Linked DNA regions of Mus musculus: regions 1, 2, 3, 4 and 5 are each linked to region 6. The links are chromatin contacts, called in public HiCAR-type, capture Hi-C and promoter capture Hi-C maps. All regions are on one chromosome and are shown on one strand. Each heading gives the region's core, a stretch centred on a gene start, on an enhancer-like site or on the middle of the called end of the contact. The rest is flanking DNA. Distances are from core to core; before and after follow the strand shown. Region 1 holds the start of Map1s (microtubule-associated protein 1S). Region 2 holds the start of Rab8a (RAB8A, member RAS oncogene family). Region 3 holds the start of Fam32a (family with sequence similarity 32, member A). Region 4 holds the start of Il12rb1 (interleukin 12 receptor, beta 1). Region 5 holds the start of Isyna1 (myo-inositol 1-phosphate synthase A1). Region 6 holds the start of Slc27a1 (solute carrier family 27 (fatty acid transporter), member 1).

Region 1 (2,700 bases), core at 133-2,632, 660 kb before region 6:
CATCCCAGTTCTGTTTCCGTTATAACAACAGAGGAAATCACAAGCCATCAACTTCTGCAGGCTGACCAGTTAAGGGGGAGGAGTCAGGATTCAGGAAGGATATTGGCGCCAAAAGAGTATCCAGGAAGCTCAGACCATGGCTTGAGGACTTGGCTGATGCTACGGACTGATGGAGGAAGTTGGCTTGGGGAAGTCCTTTACAGAACGTCTGTCAGCAGCAGGCTTGATTTGGGTTCCTGATGCATCACACCAGTCCTGAATTGCCTTTGCTTGTTTTTCATTTATTTTAAAAGTCTGTCTGTCTGTCTTGTCAACACTGTGTACACCAGTGTTGGCCTTGAACTCACAAAGATCCTCTTGCCTCTGTCTCTAGAGAGATGATGAGGTTAAAGGCATGAATCTTTGTCTTTTTAAATTGTTGTTTCTTTTTGATATATGACTTGATGTAGCCTAGGCTGGACTCATATTTGTTAGGTAGTGGAGGTTGACTGTGAATGGAAGCACCTGGCTGGGCTTAGTTGTTTACTCCAGAGACAGAAGGCTCACTCTTGAGGGGAGCCAGCTGGTCCTTCTTGGGGTGAACAGCATTTCAAATACTTAACATGGAATGGCCAAAAAAGAAGTAAGATTGGACTGGGTGGTGGTGGAGCACACCTTTGAATTCAGCACTCAGGAGGCAGAAGCAGGCAGATCTCTGTGAATTTGAGGCCAGCCTGATCTAGAGAGCAAGTTCCGAGACAGCCAGGGCTACACAGAAAGACCCTGTTTCGAAAAACAAATAAACCAAGATGCAAGTTTGGGGTGAAAATGTTCCAGGTCTGAGTGGGAGCCACATAAGCAGTCTCCATCACACATAGCCCTAGTGAATCCCAAGCTGTCTACTGTCCCAACGTGTGGGAAGCTGTGGAGGCAGGAAGATCACAGTCCCAGGGTCATCTAGAGACAACCTGACTTGGTGTCAGATAGGCTTGGTGACTTTACCCCTCCAAAATGTCCTTTCTTCCAAAATGACCCGGCCCAGCACACACACCTAGCAAGCAGCTACACATCCCCAAGCTCTCTTCTGTCCAGGTTCTAACTCAGGAAGCTCGCAGGACCTAGCCGACTCTGGTTCTGTGCAGAACCCCTGTGATGGAATGAGTTTTCGGGGGACAGAGATTCTAAGCGTTGCTTAGCGGGAGAATGAATGAGGGAATGAATGAAAAATGAATGGATGAAATTTGGGAGGGATAACGGTATCTTAGTACACAGCCAGTCTCAGTCCTCTTCGGGCTCCCAAAGCCTAGCGGGCATTGACAGAGGGGTGGAGAGGAGGGGGCGCTTCCGGCCGGGGTCTCCGGTGCTTCCGGTAAGCTCCCTGAAGGGGCGTGGCCAGCGGGGCGGGGCGCTCAGAGCGTCGGGGCGGTGCGAAGATGGCGGCAGTGATGGCGGCGCCGGAGGCTGTGGAGGCGCCCAGCTCCCTACTGTTGCTGGTGGTGGGTGGCGAGTGTGGCTGCCCCGGGCTGCTGGCCTACGTCATGGAGGAGTTGGAACGAGGTCGGGTCCGTGGGGACTTGGGGCGGTGGCAGCGGGGCGGGGCGGGGCGTCCGGGGCTGGGGGTTCCGGCGCGCGGCGGGCCGGGGTCCGGGTGGGGTGCGGGGTCCCTGGACGCAACGTTCCGGGCGTGGCCTACGATCCAGACGGGCATAGGGTTGCGCACGTGCCTAGCGGCGGCCTGGACAAAACTCTGCCACACGGGTTACTGGGTCTGGGTGGGGCGCGGCAGGCTGGGATCCGCGTGGGGCACGTTAGATGTGGCGTCACATTCCGGGGATACAGGGTTCGGGGAGCGGCCTGCGGCCGGGTGGGCGCTGCGTCCCCGACTTCGGGGTTCTGGCGGTGTGCGGCCTCACTCCCACGGCCCCTCCCTTCGCCTGGCTGGCAAGTTCCCCCGGCGCCCGGGGGCCTGCTTTCCGGGGGTGCTAATTGGTGCGTGGGTGGCGCGGCCGCCCCGGGGATGCTTGGCACGAGGGGAGCTGACTCAGGCGCACCTGCCACACTGGGGCATCGAGCGCAGCAGCATCCTCTGCAATGGGGTAGCGAATGCGATGCCTATGCCTGTTACCCCTGCAGTCGTGAGCTGAGGCCAGAGGAGCACTGCAAGTTCCAGGCCAGTCTGGGCTACAAGACAACCTATTCAAAATAAGTGCTGGGATTCAGTCGATAGATCTAAAGTTGCCTGGAGTGCTTGATCATGGGCTTCATCCCCAGCATTCTTCACTTGTCATCTCAGCACCTTTGAGATGCACATCAGATAAAGGGCTTGTCCTTAACTTCATAGAGCAGTTGTATTCAGCATGGACTACGTGAGACCATGTCTCAAAAAAAAATCAAATCCCCAGAACAATGTAGAATGCCCATCGAGGTGCATGGTCCTTGGGCCTAAGTGGGACAGCCTCAGCATACAGGCTGGGCTGAACGACAGGCAGTGTCCCTTGTCTTCTGAGAAGTGCTGATGTGCTGGGGAAGAGGACTCAAAGCAAGCAAGACTTCCATGGTGTCAGGGTACTTGAGGATGCTGAAGGCCTAGAGCAGGAGTTGCCTAGAGCAGGAGTTCTCAGCCGGTGATTCATGACCCTTCTGGAGAGGGGCTGCATATCAGATATTTACAGTTTGTAACTAGTAAAATTAGTTATCAAGGAGCAACAAAAATAACTTTAT
Region 2 (2,700 bases), core at 189-2,688, 590 kb after region 6:
TCTCTCCAGCTCCTTAGTGTTAATCTTGATGCTGCTTCCCACAGATTTATATCTTAGGGGTGGGGTGGAGGTTCCAAAGGACAACTTGCAGGAGTTGGATCTCTTTCCAGTAAGTATGCCCAGGAATTGAATACAATCCTCAGATTTAGCAACAAATGACTTACTTTACTGGCTGAGCCATGTAGTCAGCAACTCAGATCTTTTTTTTTTTAATTTATTTATTATATGTAAGTACACTGTAGCTGTCTTTAGACACCCCAGAAGAGGGCATCAGATCTCATTACTGATGATTGTGAGCCACCATGTAATTCAGGACCTCTGGAAGATCAGTAAGTGCTCTTAAACACTGAGCCATCTATCCACCCCCCCCCACTCCTTTTTTCTTTTTAAGATTTGAGTACACTGTAGTTGTCTTCAGACACACCAAAAGGGGGCACTGGATTCCATTACAGATGGTTATGAGGCACCATGTGGTTGCTGGGTATTGAACTCAAGGCCTCTGGAAGAGTAGTCTTAACCGCTGAGCCATCTCTCCAGCCCTCAGATGTTTATCTTAATGTGGCTTTATTTTATTTTGTCACTGTTCTCCCGTTACTCCGGGACTACACCTCAACATATTAAAAAACAGAAGGGAAAAAAAAATGCTACTCTGAAACCTAGGAAAGTCACTTCACCTGTCTTCAGTATACTTACCATAAAACGAGGAAAAGATTACCTACCAAGCCGGGCTGGTGTGGGGTGAAGGACCTTGACTTATTTTTAAGTATAGATAGCACCCGCAAGCACAGAAAAGAAAACAAAACAAAACAAAACAAAAAACGCTGCCATTACTTGGAAATGATAACATAGCCCTACCGGCGCTGAAGCCCTGGGATCGCTCACGGCAATGGCCGGCTTGCCTGTACAGCACCTAAGTAAGTCCAATGGTGGGCGCCAAGGCCGAGGAGCGAGTCTGCAGCACATCTTAACCCGCGCCACTTTTGCACCGCCGAAAATCCTCCTCAGAAGCATTACCACAGGTACTTCCTGCGCTTCGCCTCAGCGCCGGCTGCGGCTACGGCTGCTGCTGCGCAGGCAGAGAAGGCGGGAAACACGAGGCGTTCTCTGCGCGCGTGCGCTCTCTGCCAGAGCCAACCGTCTTCCCAGTACGCTTGCGCCTGTTCACCAAGCCCGTCCCTCCCACTCTCTCATCAACCAGCGCGCGGAATTGTTGGGGTCCCTCCTGTCGGGGGCAGGGCCTGGACGCTGAAGGGCTGAGGAGAAGGCGCGCACGGGAAGGCGGGGTCAAGATGTGACCACACCCATCGCTGGTCATTTGACGCCCTCACCCTCGACTCTCCAGCACTAGCCAATAACAAACCTCCCTATACCAAGCGTCAACCAATGGGCTGTGCAGTCGGCTGCTTCCGGCTCTGCGCCGCTTTCGCCTTTTTCCCCTGGGCTCTCTGCGACAGGCGGGGCTCCGGGTGGCGGGCGTAGGCCTGGATGATGCGCGGCGGGCAGGGGGCCAATAGGGGGCGGGATCTGAGATGATAGACGGGTCCAGCGACCAGTGGCGAGGCGCCGGCCGTACTTCCCGTCGGGGAGAGAGTGTAATATGGCGAAGACCTACGATTACCTGTTCAAGCTGCTGCTGATCGGGGACTCGGGGGTAGGGAAGACCTGTGTCCTGTTCCGCTTCTCCGAGGACGCCTTCAACTCCACATTCATCTCTACCATAGGTAGCGGGGCCTTGGGCGGCCGGTGACCAGGGCTGGACGCGCCCCTATGGGGCTGGGCTGAGGGATCGACTCAGGATCCACTCGGGCCGAGGATCCGGGAGGGTCACGGGGCTGGACAGAGAACCGCAGCGGCCTCCACCTCCCGCCAGGGAGTCCAGGCCGGGACCCTGGCGGGCGCCGGAGACCAAGGTGCAGACAGGGACATGCAGGCTGCAGTCTGAGGAAGAGCCTGCCCTGGGGTCCTGGCGCCTGTCAACTCTCTGTGTCTTTACATCAGACCTCTACACTGTTCTTCCGGGGAGACCCCCGTCTTCCAAAAGTGGAAACTGAGGCATGGAGGTGACACCTGACCTCGTAGTTTCCTATGTGGCAAGCTTGGCATGTGCAGTATCAAATCTGTAGTGTACTCGTGATGGGTGCTTTGTCCCTGGAGGAGGAATTTGAAACTGAGGGAGGGTGCGGCACGCACTGAAGGTCACAGTCTACAGGTATTAGGGATGAGATTTGAACCCAGGTGTGTCTGACTCCAAAATTCAAGGTTCAGCTGTTCCAGAGCTTCAAAGGACCAGCACCACTGATCCACATCTAAGTCAGGACTCCAACCCAAAGTCCTCCTGCCTTCTCTCTGAGGAATGGTGACAGTATCTGTCATCCTGGTGGGAATACAAGAGAAAAAGTTCCAGTAAGAAACTAAGTCCAGCCATGGCTACGTGCAGCCTTGACTGACTTCCTTTCACTGGGCCAAGAACACCACCTGAACAGCTTTTCCCCAGGGCTGCCTCACGGCACAGTTGAACAGAATTGGCTTGTGATGGCCCCAGTTCTGACGTCAAAAATGGTGCTGACCATGCTCCTTACCATGAATAGTCATGGCTCACATTGAGTGTTACCTGGAAGTAAATCCTGCCAAACAGAGTGACCTGGATGGTGTATGGTCCTGAAACAAGAGAATAGTCACTAGGCTTGGTTTATCCCTAGT
Region 3 (2,700 bases), core at 163-2,662, 650 kb after region 6:
AGGGAGTCACAAGCTTCGGGGCTGTGTAAGGAGAGCCTCGCACACAGAGAGAGCCTCTCACAGAACAGCAGTAGGGGCCTGATTCCCTGGACACACAGTGGAAGGAGCAAAGCAGCTCCCACAGTTGTGCTCTGACCTCTACTTGCTCTACACAGCACACAAATAAATAAATGTAACCTCCCCACTCCCCAAAATTGCTATAGAAAAAAAAAAATCCCAGCACATCTGTGATCCCAGTAGTTGGGAAGTAAGGTTGCTGGGCATGGTGGCACGCACCTTTAAACTCAGCCCTTGGGAGGCAGAGGCAGGTGGATATCCCTGAATTCACAACAGCATAGCCTACATAAGGAGTACAAGGACAGCCAAGGCTACACAGTGAGACCCTGTCTCAAAACAAACAAACAACCAAAAAGACAGTTTAATCATCTGCTACATAGCAAGCCTGTCCTCTATAAAACATCAACAAGACAAGCTAGGGCAGTGGCACACACCTGCAGTTCCAGTTTTCTGCATGCTCAGTCAGAACTGCAGCAAGCTAGAGGTCAGAGCAGTCTACACAGCAAATTCCACGTTTATCAGACTCATTTAGTGTCATGACACTTCTGCCCTCAAACTCACAGAAAAATAATTGTGACCATTGAGATGACTCAGCAGACAAAGGATCTTCGTCTATAAATATGACCACATCAGTCTGATTCCCAGGAACCCACAGCATAAGGCCTGAGAGTACTGCAAAGTGTCCTCTGTACTCCACGTGTGCTCTGGCACGTGTGTACACACACTCACATACACGTATACAGGTAACTAACTTTTAATGTAATTTTAAAGATTTATTCTTTCTTTTTTTTTTTAAGATTTATTTATTATTATATGTAAGTACATTGTAGCTGTCTTCAGACACACCAGAAGAGGGAGTCAGATCTTGTTACGGATGGTTGTGAGCCACCATGTGGTTGCTGGGATTTGAACTCTGGACCTTCGGAAGAGCAGTCGGGTGCTCTTACCCACTGAGCCATCTCACCAGCCCCAGATTTATTCTTTCTTATTACTTATTTCGAGACACAGTCTTTAGTTCTGGCTGACCTGAAGTCACTACATAAAACACGCTGAATCCAGAGATCCAGAGATCCTCCTGTCTCTGTCTCTGGAGTTCTGGGTAATTGTAATTTTCTAAATTGGAAAAAAAGTAATTAAGTAAATAATGCCACAAAGCAAAAGTGGATGCCCATAAAGTCAGAAATGGACGCCCAAATACGAAGTGTGTCTTTAGGCGAGCTATGTTGTTGGACAGTTGCCAAGACTACCCGAGACCGGAAGTGTGCACTTACTCTGAACCCTGAGGACGCGTGCGTCCTAGCTGACCAATCAGAAGGAAGCGAGGAGGGTTTCGGCCGGAAGTACTGTATGCAAACAGGAAGTGTGGCGGAGTTCCCGGGGCACGGCTTGCGAGCGCTATGGAGGCCTACGAGCAAGTCCAGAAGGGCCCCCTGAAGCTGAAAGGCGTGGCAGAGCTCGGCGTGACAAAGCGGTGAGGCCCGGGAGCCCGCGGTCTGTCCCTGAGGGCCGACCCCCAGCTCCGGCCCCTCTTACCGTCCCCCTCTCTCTCAGGAAGAAGAAGAAGAAAGACAAAGACAAGGCCAAGATGCTGGAGGCCATGGGGACGAGCAAGAAGAGCGAGGAGGAGAAAAGGCGCTGCCTGGACAAGCGCACGCCGGCGCAGGCAGCCTTCGAAAAGATGCAGGAGAAGCGGGTGAGGCAGGGGCAGAACAGGCCGGCTCCAACTGCCCGTGTAGCCCAGGCCTTCTCCCAACTCCTGGTAGCCTGGTAGCCCTGCCTAAAGTGGTCTTCTTGTGAACTGGGAAGACAGATGTCATCAGCTCTTAATGCTAGCCAAGTTCATTGTTCTTAAGTTACCACAAAGTCTGTTTCCATGACAACTCGCTTTCCTAGCTTCAAATGTACTTTTGTTATTTGAAGGTTGTGTGTGTGTGTGGATGGAACCCAGGCTCTTCTGTAACTCTCTATGTAGGCTGCAGTTGGCCCTGAACTACTGCCTCAGCTTTTTAGTTCCTGGAGAGGCTAGCATGGCCCACAAGGCCATACTAGTTATTTTGGGTGTTTGTTTGTTTGTTTAGTTTGCTTTGAGACAGGTTTCTTTATGTAGCCTTGGTTGTCCTGGCACTATCTCTGTAGACTTGAACTTCTAGGATGCAGTGTTACAATGTGATATCCCTGTTGAGAAAACCCAGGAAGGCACCTTCTCCATCTAACAAAGGGCATCAATTATGTATTGGAACTCCCACAGAGTTTCTGGGATGTGTGGGTCACCTTGCTGTCTCCCAGCCAATTGTGTTCTCTGGTCTGGTATAGCCTGTACTTCAGTGGAGTGTTTTGTTTTGTTTTTTTGCCTCTGCAATTGAATAACGACATGGGCTGGCTGGCTACGGTCTTGTGGCCCTTCTGGGCACCCTAATTGGACAACTTGATACAAACTAGAGTCCCCTAGGGTCTGCCACCCCTTCCTGCTGTCGTTGGTAGCTCTGGTCCTGAGTGGAAGACTTTATTTATTATGTATGCAGTGTTCTGCCTGCATATATGCCTGCAAACCAGAAGAGGGCACCAGGCCTCATTATAGATGGTTGTGAGCCACCATGTGGGCTGGGACTTGAACTCAGGACCTCTAAGAGAGCAGTCAGTGCT
Region 4 (2,700 bases), core at 113-2,612, 760 kb before region 6:
ATGGTGGCAGAATGTGGACAGCTCCCAAAGAACCAAGTTTGGCCCCCGTGATGCTGAATCACTCCATCTCTTTGCCTCCAACTGGGGCCCCTGGACTCAGTTTCTTTATCTGTGATGTGGAGTCAGCCATAGCAGTCTTTCTGAGAGCAGGCCATTTTAAGACAATGGTGGGGGCAGGGTGCAGGTCAAACTCATGCTATACTCTTCCACGACCTAGAATGTTCTGAATGGCCTAGAACTCACAGCAGTACCCCTGCCTCAGCCTTCCAGGTAAGTGCTTGGATGGCAGGTTTGTGTTACTGCACCTGGCTTTCCCTGTGTGTCTATTCCATCTCCCTGACTCCATCCCTCCCCCAGCCCCTGGTCCCTCCCTGTGAGCACCAGGGAGCCAGTCTGTGTGGGTCACACGGGTGGAGTGTGCCAGGGCAGAGACACAGCCTCATTGTCCCAGAGCTGCTGACCTCATAGCCTTCAGGACACTTGACCCTGGGCCAGGCTGAGCCAGCTGTCCTGAGAACATAGCCCCTGCTCCAAGCTGCCCTCCCCCCAAAAGAGCACCATGAACTCATCTGTATAGGCCTCAGTTTCCCCTTATGCCCAACCCACAAAAGATTATCATCTGTGTGAGCCCTGGAACTTTTAATTTGAGACAGGGTTTCTCTGTGTAGCCCTGGCTGTCCTGGAATTCACTCTGTAGACCAGGTTGGCTTCAAACTCAAGAGATCTGTCTGCCTCTGCCTCCTGAGTGCTGAGATTAAAGGTGTGGACCATCACCACCGTGCTTTGATAACATCTTTTTTTTTCTCTCCTCCCCTGATGACATGTTTAAAGAACGGTCATACCACTTAATTTTTTCTTTCTCTCTCTTTCTTTCTTCCCTTCTTTCTTCCTTTTGTCTATATAGTACAGGCTGCCCACAAAAATCATGGCCATCCCTTATCTCAACCTCCCTGTACTAGAAAATGGACTTTAAAATGCAACCTGCAGGTGGGGGCTCAGTTTCTAGAGCATCTATCTGCACAGCATGCAGGAAGCTCTGGGCTCCATCCCCAGTCCCCGTTGGATCAGGAGAGGTGTGATACACACCTGTCATCTCAGCACTAGGGATGTGAGGGCAGGAGTTCAAGGCCAGCCTCAGCCACAGAGTAAATTTAAGTTCATCCTGAGCTACAGGAAACCCTGTCCCCACCCCCCACCCACCCCCCAAAAAAAACCCTCCAAGAGATTTCTAGGCTTACTCACCCCAAGGTGGGTTTGTAGTGCAGAGGGGCCCCCACCTTTGGGCTGACTTCCTGGCTTTTGCTTTCACTTTGACTGGCCTGGAGACAATGAGTTTTTCTTTCTTTTCTTCTCCCCCTCTTCACTTTCTTTCTCTCTCAGTGTCAGTGTGTTTCTGAGCGTGGACAAGGCGGCTGGGCCCCTTCAGCCCTGCAGAAGTTCCTGGGGCCTCACGACTCGGCTCCTCATGGACATGATGGGGCTGGCAGGGACCAGCAAACACATCACCTTCCTCCTGCTTTGCCAGCTAGGCGGTGAGTCCCCACCAATCCTTGCACCACTCTCCTGGGTAGGGAGGGGTCCCTGGCAGCCTACAGGCTCCATGGCCTGGTGGTTTCTGAGGCCGTCTTCCTCTTTGTCCTTGTGGCCTTGGATCTAACTTAAGTCCGGGTTTGAGTTTCCCCTCTCAGAGGAGTCTGACCCATTCCAATCTCCCATCTTCTTAAACAAGAAAAGCTCAAGGGATGGCAGACACATGGAAGATTGCATGTTCTGCACACAGCTTGCCATAGACTCTCATACATGGGATATGCACAGGCCGTGCCTATCAGGACAACGCCTGGACCAGGCTGAGAAGGGCCGGGGCCCCGTGGATCCACCTCAGTCATGGCTGCTGTGTGACTCTGGGCAAATTCTATGCCTCTCTATGCCTCTCTATTCCTCTGTAGGCCAGGCATCTGTAGCTTGTTGGCTCCAGGGATAGCAGTCAGGATTGCCCCAGCAAAAGAGCTGCAGGCCTTTGGAGGATACCATGTGCTACTCATAGCAAGAGGCAAGGGCCCCTCCTACAGAGGGCTACCATCCTAGAACCTGAGGCGGCAGAGAGGGAAGCATGACTTCAGGCTGCAGGGCTGGGGTCACCAGGGGAGGGAAGAAGACCCTCACCTTAGAATCCAAAAGGCCAATTTCACCGGACAATCTTGACATGCTTCCAGTTAGGCTGGCGTCCTTGCCTGGTGTGTCTACACTCTGTGTCTACATAGGCTTCTAGGGAGACCCTGGTGCTGGAACACCTCAGTGGAATCCCCACAGGACATCACCATCCCCCGGGGACTGTTATTGCCCCTGACTACCAGGATCGTGCACTTGTGGGGCTGTTACCCTCCTCAGCAGCTTGCTTTTCTAGGGCAAATGTGCTGCCCCACCCCCCTTCCTGTGTGTGCCCTTGGCAGTCACAGAGGGACCCATGGGCCACCTGGGGGAGGGATGACGGCTGAGAGAGGACGGACTGATGGACAATGGGTGGGTAGACAGGTTGGGTGAGAATGAGCGTTTGAGTGGGTGGGTGGATTTTTGGGGTGTGGGGTGGGTGAATTGGGTGGGTTGGTAGGGGTGTGGGCGAGGGATGTGTGGGTCTGCAGGCTGCTGTGCTGATAGCAAACAGACACAGACGGACTCGGGGGTGGGCAAGCTGATGTTCGC
Region 5 (2,700 bases), core at 15-2,514, 980 kb before region 6:
AGGCAGCATGTTTGTTTTCAAAGGGAAAAGTCAAAGGCAGCCTGTGAGGGAGGGCTGGGGTCAGTAGGACTCCCTTGAGGCCTTGGCCAGACTTCTGACAGTTCTGAGGCAGCTGAGGGGGTGGAAGGAGAGTCAGGCACCCTGTGGGCCGCTGTGTACTCACTACCTAGGAACAGCTTGACCATGCTCTTCCATCGCCTTCCCAGAGCCCAGGGCTAACCCTTGTCCCCACGCACCTCCCAACCAGAGCAGTCTGCTACAGCGACCCCAACCCCACCCTGGTCAAGGATGTCCTCCCGGGAAGGGCCCTTTTGGGGACTCGGCCTTGCTCCCAGCCCCGAGCCCCTTGCAAAATGAATGTCCCAGTGCAGTCTTTCTGCCTCAACCTCCCAAATGCTGAGATGACCGATATTGGCCACCAGACAGTTTCATTACCTAAAAGAGATAAACAATCTGCCATTTCTACTGTGGCACACCACAAGAGGACAGAAAGTGGGCAGCAATCTAAAGCACAACCCATTTCCCCATGGTGCTCCTCAGCCCTTGCATCTGAGACCCTCCCCGGAGCTTTACTTTAGGGGGTGTAGCGGGTTCCGCCTGTAGTTCTCCCATGACAATCTCCCCTTCATACATCAAAACGATCCCCAACAGTCCCCTCCTCTGGGAACCCTGCCTGAGTCTCTTCACCGGGATGAGTTCAGTTGGGCTGGTTCGTGTTAGCAACGGCAAATAAAGTCTTGACACCCACAGAGCGGGCCCCCTCTTATTTTCGTGCAGACATTTCGGACAATCCACCTTTTTGGCACAGCTCCAGCTGTGGAAAGTTTCCGCTAGGAGGAGGCCACTTGTTTTGGAAAGTTCTGGGGGCACCTCCCCCGCCTGCCTGCCGAGTTCCCATGTTCCTTATCACTGTGCCTACCCAGGGGGAGGCCGCGTAGACCTGCCCATTCTGTCTCCTCCTCTGGGCAGGGCCATCAGGCCAGTGATCGCAGCTGGAGGACTGGGAGAGGGCGGGACAGACAGCCGAGCAGCTCTGAGACCCCCCCCCCCCCCAAAAAGCCCCTCGACCAGACATGCCCCACCTCCCTGTCGGTGGCCATCGCTCATTGGCTGCCTGGTGGTACAAGGGTGCGCAGCGAGGTAACGCGCAAGACGCTCGCGCCTGAGACTCCTTCCGGCTACCTGGGTTTAGAGCACCCAGAACCCTGGTCGCAAGTCACGCCCATCAGGGGCGTGGTCGAGGCGTGGCATCGGCGTTTTTCTTCGCTGCCCCAGAGCCCTCGGGCCCACGCTGTCCGCTGCCGCAGTCTGATCCAACTCTGGGCCGGTAAGTACGAACCTATCCTAGGCCGTAAGGTTGGCTCTCGGGTGGTGATTCCGCGCTCACTGGCTCTGGCCCACAGCTCGCCACGATGGAGCCCGCCGCCGAGATCCTCGTGGATAGCCCGGACGTGGTCTACAGCCCCGAAACCATCGAGGCGCGCTACGAGTACCGGACAACGCGCGTCAGCCGCGAGGGCGGCGTGCTGCGGGTGCGCGCGGGGCGCGGGCGGCGGAGGACACTGGGAACCCGAGGTCCCGCGACTCACTCCCAACTCTTCCTTAGGTGCAGCCCAGGGCTACGCGTTTCACCTTCCGCACCGCCCGGCAGGTGCCCCGACTCGGGGTCATGTTGGTCGGCTGGGGCGGGAACAACGGCTCCACGCTCACTGCTGCTGTTCTGGCCAATCGGCTGCGCCTAACCTGGCCCACGCGCACAGGTCGCAAGGTGGGGGCCGTGGCTACTAGGAGAATACGGGGTGGGGGTGTGGCGAGCAGAACTGGGGGAGGGGCGTGGCTTGTTGGACTAGCGCGTCTCAGCAAGCCGGACCCCTCAGCCCCTCAACACCCTGCTCTGCTTGCCGCACCCCCTCCCTTCCCAGGAGGCAAACTATTATGGATCGTTGACCCAGGCGGGCACCGTGAACTTGGGTCTGGATGAGAACGGCCGGGAGGTGTTTGTGCCCTTCAGTGCGCTGCTACCCATGGTGGCCCCCAACGACCTGGTGTTTGATGGTGGGCAAAGCCTCGGGACGGGATGGGGTTAAGTGTGGGAGGGCCCAGGGTACGGGATGGGTCCTGTGTTAAGGGTCCCCGCAACCCAGGCTGGGATATCTCGTCGCTGAACCTGGCCGAGGCCATGCGGCGCGCGCAGGTCCTGGACTGCGGTCTGCAGGAACAGCTGTGGCCCCACATGGAGAGCCTGCGTCCGCGGCCCTCAGTCTACATTCCTGAGTTCATCGCTGCCAACCAGACAGCACGTGCGGACAACCTCATCCCTGGCACACGTGCCCAACAGGTGGGGTCCTCGACCCACTCCCAGGCCTTACTGTCACCTGTTACATGGCCACATGGTCTCTCCCTTTGGCAATAATTCCTATACCCCGGGGCCCAAGCCTCCGGACAACTTAAGACAACCTCCACCTAATCTTCCTCCTTCCTTTCCCAGTTGGAGCAAATCCGAAAGGACATTAGAGATTTCCGATCCAGTGCGGGATTGGATAAGGTCATCGTGCTGTGGACCGCCAATACGGAGCGCTTCTGCGAGGTGGTCCCAGGTCGCAATGACACAGCAGAAAACTTGCTACATACTATCCAGGTGTGCGTTTGCCCAAGATTCCTGGGGATCAGTGCCGGTCCAGAGGAATCCTTGGGTCCAGA
Region 6 (2,700 bases), core at 105-2,604:
GGAGCTGATGTGAGCCCTGGGGTAATGGGATGTGACTTGTTAAGGTTTGGGAGGTAGAATTGGGATTTGGGGGCTCCTTATCTCAAAGAGCTGCCTTTGCAGCTCTCTCCACCCCCGGGTGTGAATTTCGACTTTCTCGGAGTCTGGAATGCTGAGAAGCCTCGGGGCTTGGATCTAGGACAAGCTGGATCAGGCAAGCTCCAGCACAGGCAGGCGCTGGGCGGGAGTGGGTCATGGGCGCAGGGATGGGGATCTTGCAGACTTTCTGGGATTTAGCGGGACGGAGCCACACCCCTGGAGCCATAGCCCCGCCTTCAGCACCTGCTTGTTTTCACCGCTTGGTTGCCGTGGAGACTCGTAGGTACCCTGGGCTAGCCGCTCTAGCTTGAGAGTCTCGTTGGGTTGCGGGCTCTCTGGCCCGCGGTTCTTCTCGATGGCCTAAGCCTTCCGGAAGGGGGTCGGCCGGTGCGGAGCCGGGTTGAGGGGCTGAGAGCTTTTGGCCGCGGATTGGAAGGTTTGGGGCGGGACTAGGTGGGCCGCACGGACCGGGCCTCTCTGTGAACAGTGACTGTCGAAGCCTGGAGGCAACGCGGGAGGCTCAGGTAGAATCTGGGTCCCGAATGCCAGATAGTCTCGGGACTGTGGGCGGGCCCGCGCCTGTGGGCGGAGCCATAGGCATCACCTGGCGCGTAGCCCGGGTCAGTGCGGAGGTGCGGATGGGGGCGGAATGTTGGGACTGCTGAGGGCGGGGTCAAAGGCTTCACCTGTAGGGAGGGATTTGAGGGTAGAGTGATCACCTGTGAGCTAGGGGGGTGGGGTCACAGGCCTTCATCTGGAGGAGGAGCCTCGATCAGGTTGCCGGACTTTGATTTGAGGCTCCCAATGTGGGCGGAGAAAGAGGCCTCAGTTGGGGCGTGGCCTAATGATGAGGGGGATGATGGAGGCTGTCCTTGTAGGAACACCCAGCCTCTGAGGCCGGATAAGCATGAGGATAACAAGTGAATTTTGAGACACAGAGGAGGGATGAGGCGACATTAGGGCATGGCCTGGACCATTGGCTGCGAAGGGCCTAGGTGTGTGCGGGTTACTAGGCGACCCCAGGCTTGGAGGGCTGAAGCTCAAGGGTGGAGCTTGACCGTGGGGGTGTCTAGCCACGTGGTCAGTGCTTGGGGAAGGGGGGAGGTCTGGCTTTGATGGGCGGAGGATAAAGATTGATATGGAAGTAGCCAATCCCAGGCCTTGAGGCGGTCAATGTTAAGTAAACTGGTTGGATTTGGCTTTCTTGGTGCTTAGCTCAGCGGCGGCGGGGCGGGACCTGATACTAAGGTACACGCTGGGGGCGGGGCCAGGCTTGTAGTAAAAGCGTTTGGGTTTAGGCTACAGTGTGGAAAAAGAACGCGGCCAGGGTCTGTGACGTGACCTGGGCGGGATCAGGACTAGGTGGGAGGCGGTACCTGCGGTCTCAGCTGTGTGCTCCGCAGGATGCGGGCTCCTGGAGCAGGAACAGCCTCTGTGGCCTCACTGGCGCTGCTTTGGTTTCTGGGACTTCCGTGGACCTGGAGCGCGGCGGCGGCGTTCTGTGTGTACGTGGGTGGCGGCGGCTGGCGCTTTCTGCGTATCGTCTGCAAGACGGCGAGGCGAGACCTCTTGTAAGTAGATGGAGTTGAAATTTAGGGGTCGTGGATGCATGGCCCTCGGGCGAGCTAGAGTCTTGCAGGGTGGTGTGAGGGTCCCCTTATGGCCTGAATTTGGTTTTATTGTCTGGGCTGGGGCCAGAAGGTGGAATGACTGACTGGAGGGCTCTGCAGGGTCCTGCAGAAGACAGAACTCTGGGGGGAATTGTTAGGGTGGTCGTTTGCCACCGTTAGAGTGGGTAGCTGGTGGGTATTGAGAGTACTAGGGGTTCCGGTGGCGTGGTGTAGACTGTGAGAGGCTTCTGTGGGATTAGTGGGGTGACCCACTGTCCAGATTCTTGGAATGAACAGGTTTGGGGTGAAGGAGCATCTTGCGGAATCTACAGGACTAGGGTGTCTAAAGAATCTGTAGTGTTGGCCCCTCAGATAACATGTGAGTGTGGAACTTTGACTATTATTCAGGGTCGGTGGGACGGTCTCTATGTATGCACAGTGTATGCACAGCGTCTCTGAGGAGTCAGGGTGTGCAGGGAACATGGAGGCTTCTGGGGTAACCTTAGTGTTGATGGAATTCAAAGTCTCAGGTCAACCCTTGTGGGACCATCTGGGTGCCTTCACAGATCTTCAGGGAGGCAGACTGGGCATCGTTAAGAGTGAGGAAACAGGTTTATGGGGGTGGGGGCAGAGCAGAATGGTGTGGAATGGGGGGTCACAGACTTACTGGCTCTGAGCTTTCTTTTTTTCTTTCTTTTTTTCTTTTCTTTTTTTTAGTGGTTCTCACCTGCCTTTGCTTCCTGGATTGACTTTCTTTCTTCCTTTCTCTCTTTCTTTCTCTCTTTCTTTCTGTTTTTTCTTCTCCTAAAGAAGCAAAGAAACTTCATTTGAAGCAAATTAGTCATGTGGTCAGAGATGACACTGTGAGGAGTGACAGTCGCTCCCAAGGACTCCAGGTCTTGTTTTGGGAAATGGGCTCTCATGTAGCCCAGGCTGGCCTGGAACTCTTCATGGAGCCCAGGCTGTCCTGGAACTCCCGATCCTCTCCCTTTATCTCCCCTGTACTAGGGTG

The links. HiCAR-type assays count read pairs that join an accessible place to other places. Capture Hi-C pulls out chosen DNA fragments and counts their contacts.
Region 1: a contact with region 6 is called in a HiCAR-type map of astrocytes, with 3 times the contacts expected there. The contact joins the promoter of Map1s here to the promoter of Slc27a1 in region 6. A contact is called at or near these places in 5 of 39 promoter capture datasets (cranial neural crest, embryonic stem cells, frontonasal cranial neural crest and 2 more), 2 of 484 Hi-C or Micro-C datasets (CD4 T cells and uterus) and 9 of 115 datasets of contacts at active chromatin or transcription factors (astrocytes, bone marrow-derived macrophages, embryonic stem cells and 5 more).
Region 2: a contact with region 6 is called in a capture Hi-C map of embryonic stem cells, with 2.8 times the contacts expected there. The contact joins the promoter of Rab8a here to the promoter of Slc27a1 in region 6. A contact is called at or near these places in 4 of 39 promoter capture datasets (cranial neural crest, embryonic stem cells, maxillary cranial neural crest and 1 more), 2 of 484 Hi-C or Micro-C datasets (both in embryonic stem cells), 6 of 115 datasets of contacts at active chromatin or transcription factors (embryonic stem cells, extraembryonic endoderm stem cells, large pre-B cells and 3 more) and 1 of 9 other capture datasets (embryonic stem cells).
Region 3: a contact with region 6 is called in a promoter capture Hi-C map of adipose tissue. The contact joins the promoter of Fam32a here to the promoter of Slc27a1 in region 6. A contact is called at or near these places in 1 of 39 promoter capture datasets (pre-B cells), 1 of 484 Hi-C or Micro-C datasets (myocytes), 1 of 115 datasets of contacts at active chromatin or transcription factors (large pre-B cells) and 1 of 9 other capture datasets (adipose tissue).
Region 4: a contact with region 6 is called in a promoter capture Hi-C map of pancreatic islet. The contact joins the promoter of Il12rb1 here to the promoter of Slc27a1 in region 6. A contact is called at or near these places in 1 of 39 promoter capture datasets (hippocampal neurons), 1 of 484 Hi-C or Micro-C datasets (cerebral cortex), 4 of 115 datasets of contacts at active chromatin or transcription factors (bone marrow-derived macrophages, pancreatic cancer cells and stem cell-derived neural progenitor cells) and 2 of 9 other capture datasets (embryonic stem cells and pancreatic islet).
Region 5: a contact with region 6 is called in a promoter capture Hi-C map of pancreatic islet, with 2.4 times the contacts expected there. The contact joins the promoter of Isyna1 here to the promoter of Slc27a1 in region 6. A contact is called at or near these places in 1 of 484 Hi-C or Micro-C datasets (uterus), 1 of 115 datasets of contacts at active chromatin or transcription factors (forebrain) and 1 of 9 other capture datasets (pancreatic islet).

Annotation. Positions count from the first base shown.
Region 1 is chr8:70,904,592-70,907,291 of GRCm38.p6, forward strand. It overlaps Map1s (microtubule-associated protein 1S), which reads left to right and starts at 1,383. Exons shown (of 7, transcript NM_173013.3): 1 at 1,383-1,536. The coding sequence starts at 1,413.
Region 2 is chr8:72,159,762-72,162,461 of GRCm38.p6, forward strand. Rab8a (RAB8A, member RAS oncogene family) reads left to right here and starts at 1,439. Exons shown (of 8, transcript NM_023126.2): 1 at 1,439-1,721. The coding sequence starts at 1,598.
Region 3 is chr8:72,218,333-72,221,032 of GRCm38.p6, forward strand. Fam32a (family with sequence similarity 32, member A) reads left to right here and starts at 1,413. Exons shown (of 4, transcript NM_026455.5): 1 at 1,413-1,528; 2 at 1,609-1,750. The coding sequence starts at 1,455.
Region 4 is chr8:70,807,087-70,809,786 of GRCm38.p6, forward strand. It overlaps Il12rb1 (interleukin 12 receptor, beta 1), which reads left to right and starts at 1,363. Exons shown (of 16, transcript NM_008353.2): 1 at 1,363-1,532. The coding sequence starts at 1,466.
Region 5 is chr8:70,593,217-70,595,916 of GRCm38.p6, forward strand. Isyna1 (myo-inositol 1-phosphate synthase A1) reads left to right here and starts at 1,265. Exons shown (of 11, transcript NM_023627.1): 1 at 1,265-1,327; 2 at 1,404-1,532; 3 at 1,607-1,768; 4 at 1,923-2,055; 5 at 2,145-2,338; 6 at 2,489-2,638. The coding sequence starts at 1,413.
Region 6 is chr8:71,569,240-71,571,939 of GRCm38.p6, forward strand. Slc27a1 (solute carrier family 27 (fatty acid transporter), member 1) reads left to right here and starts at 1,355. Exons shown (of 12, transcript NM_001357182.1): 1 at 1,355-1,649. The coding sequence starts at 1,483.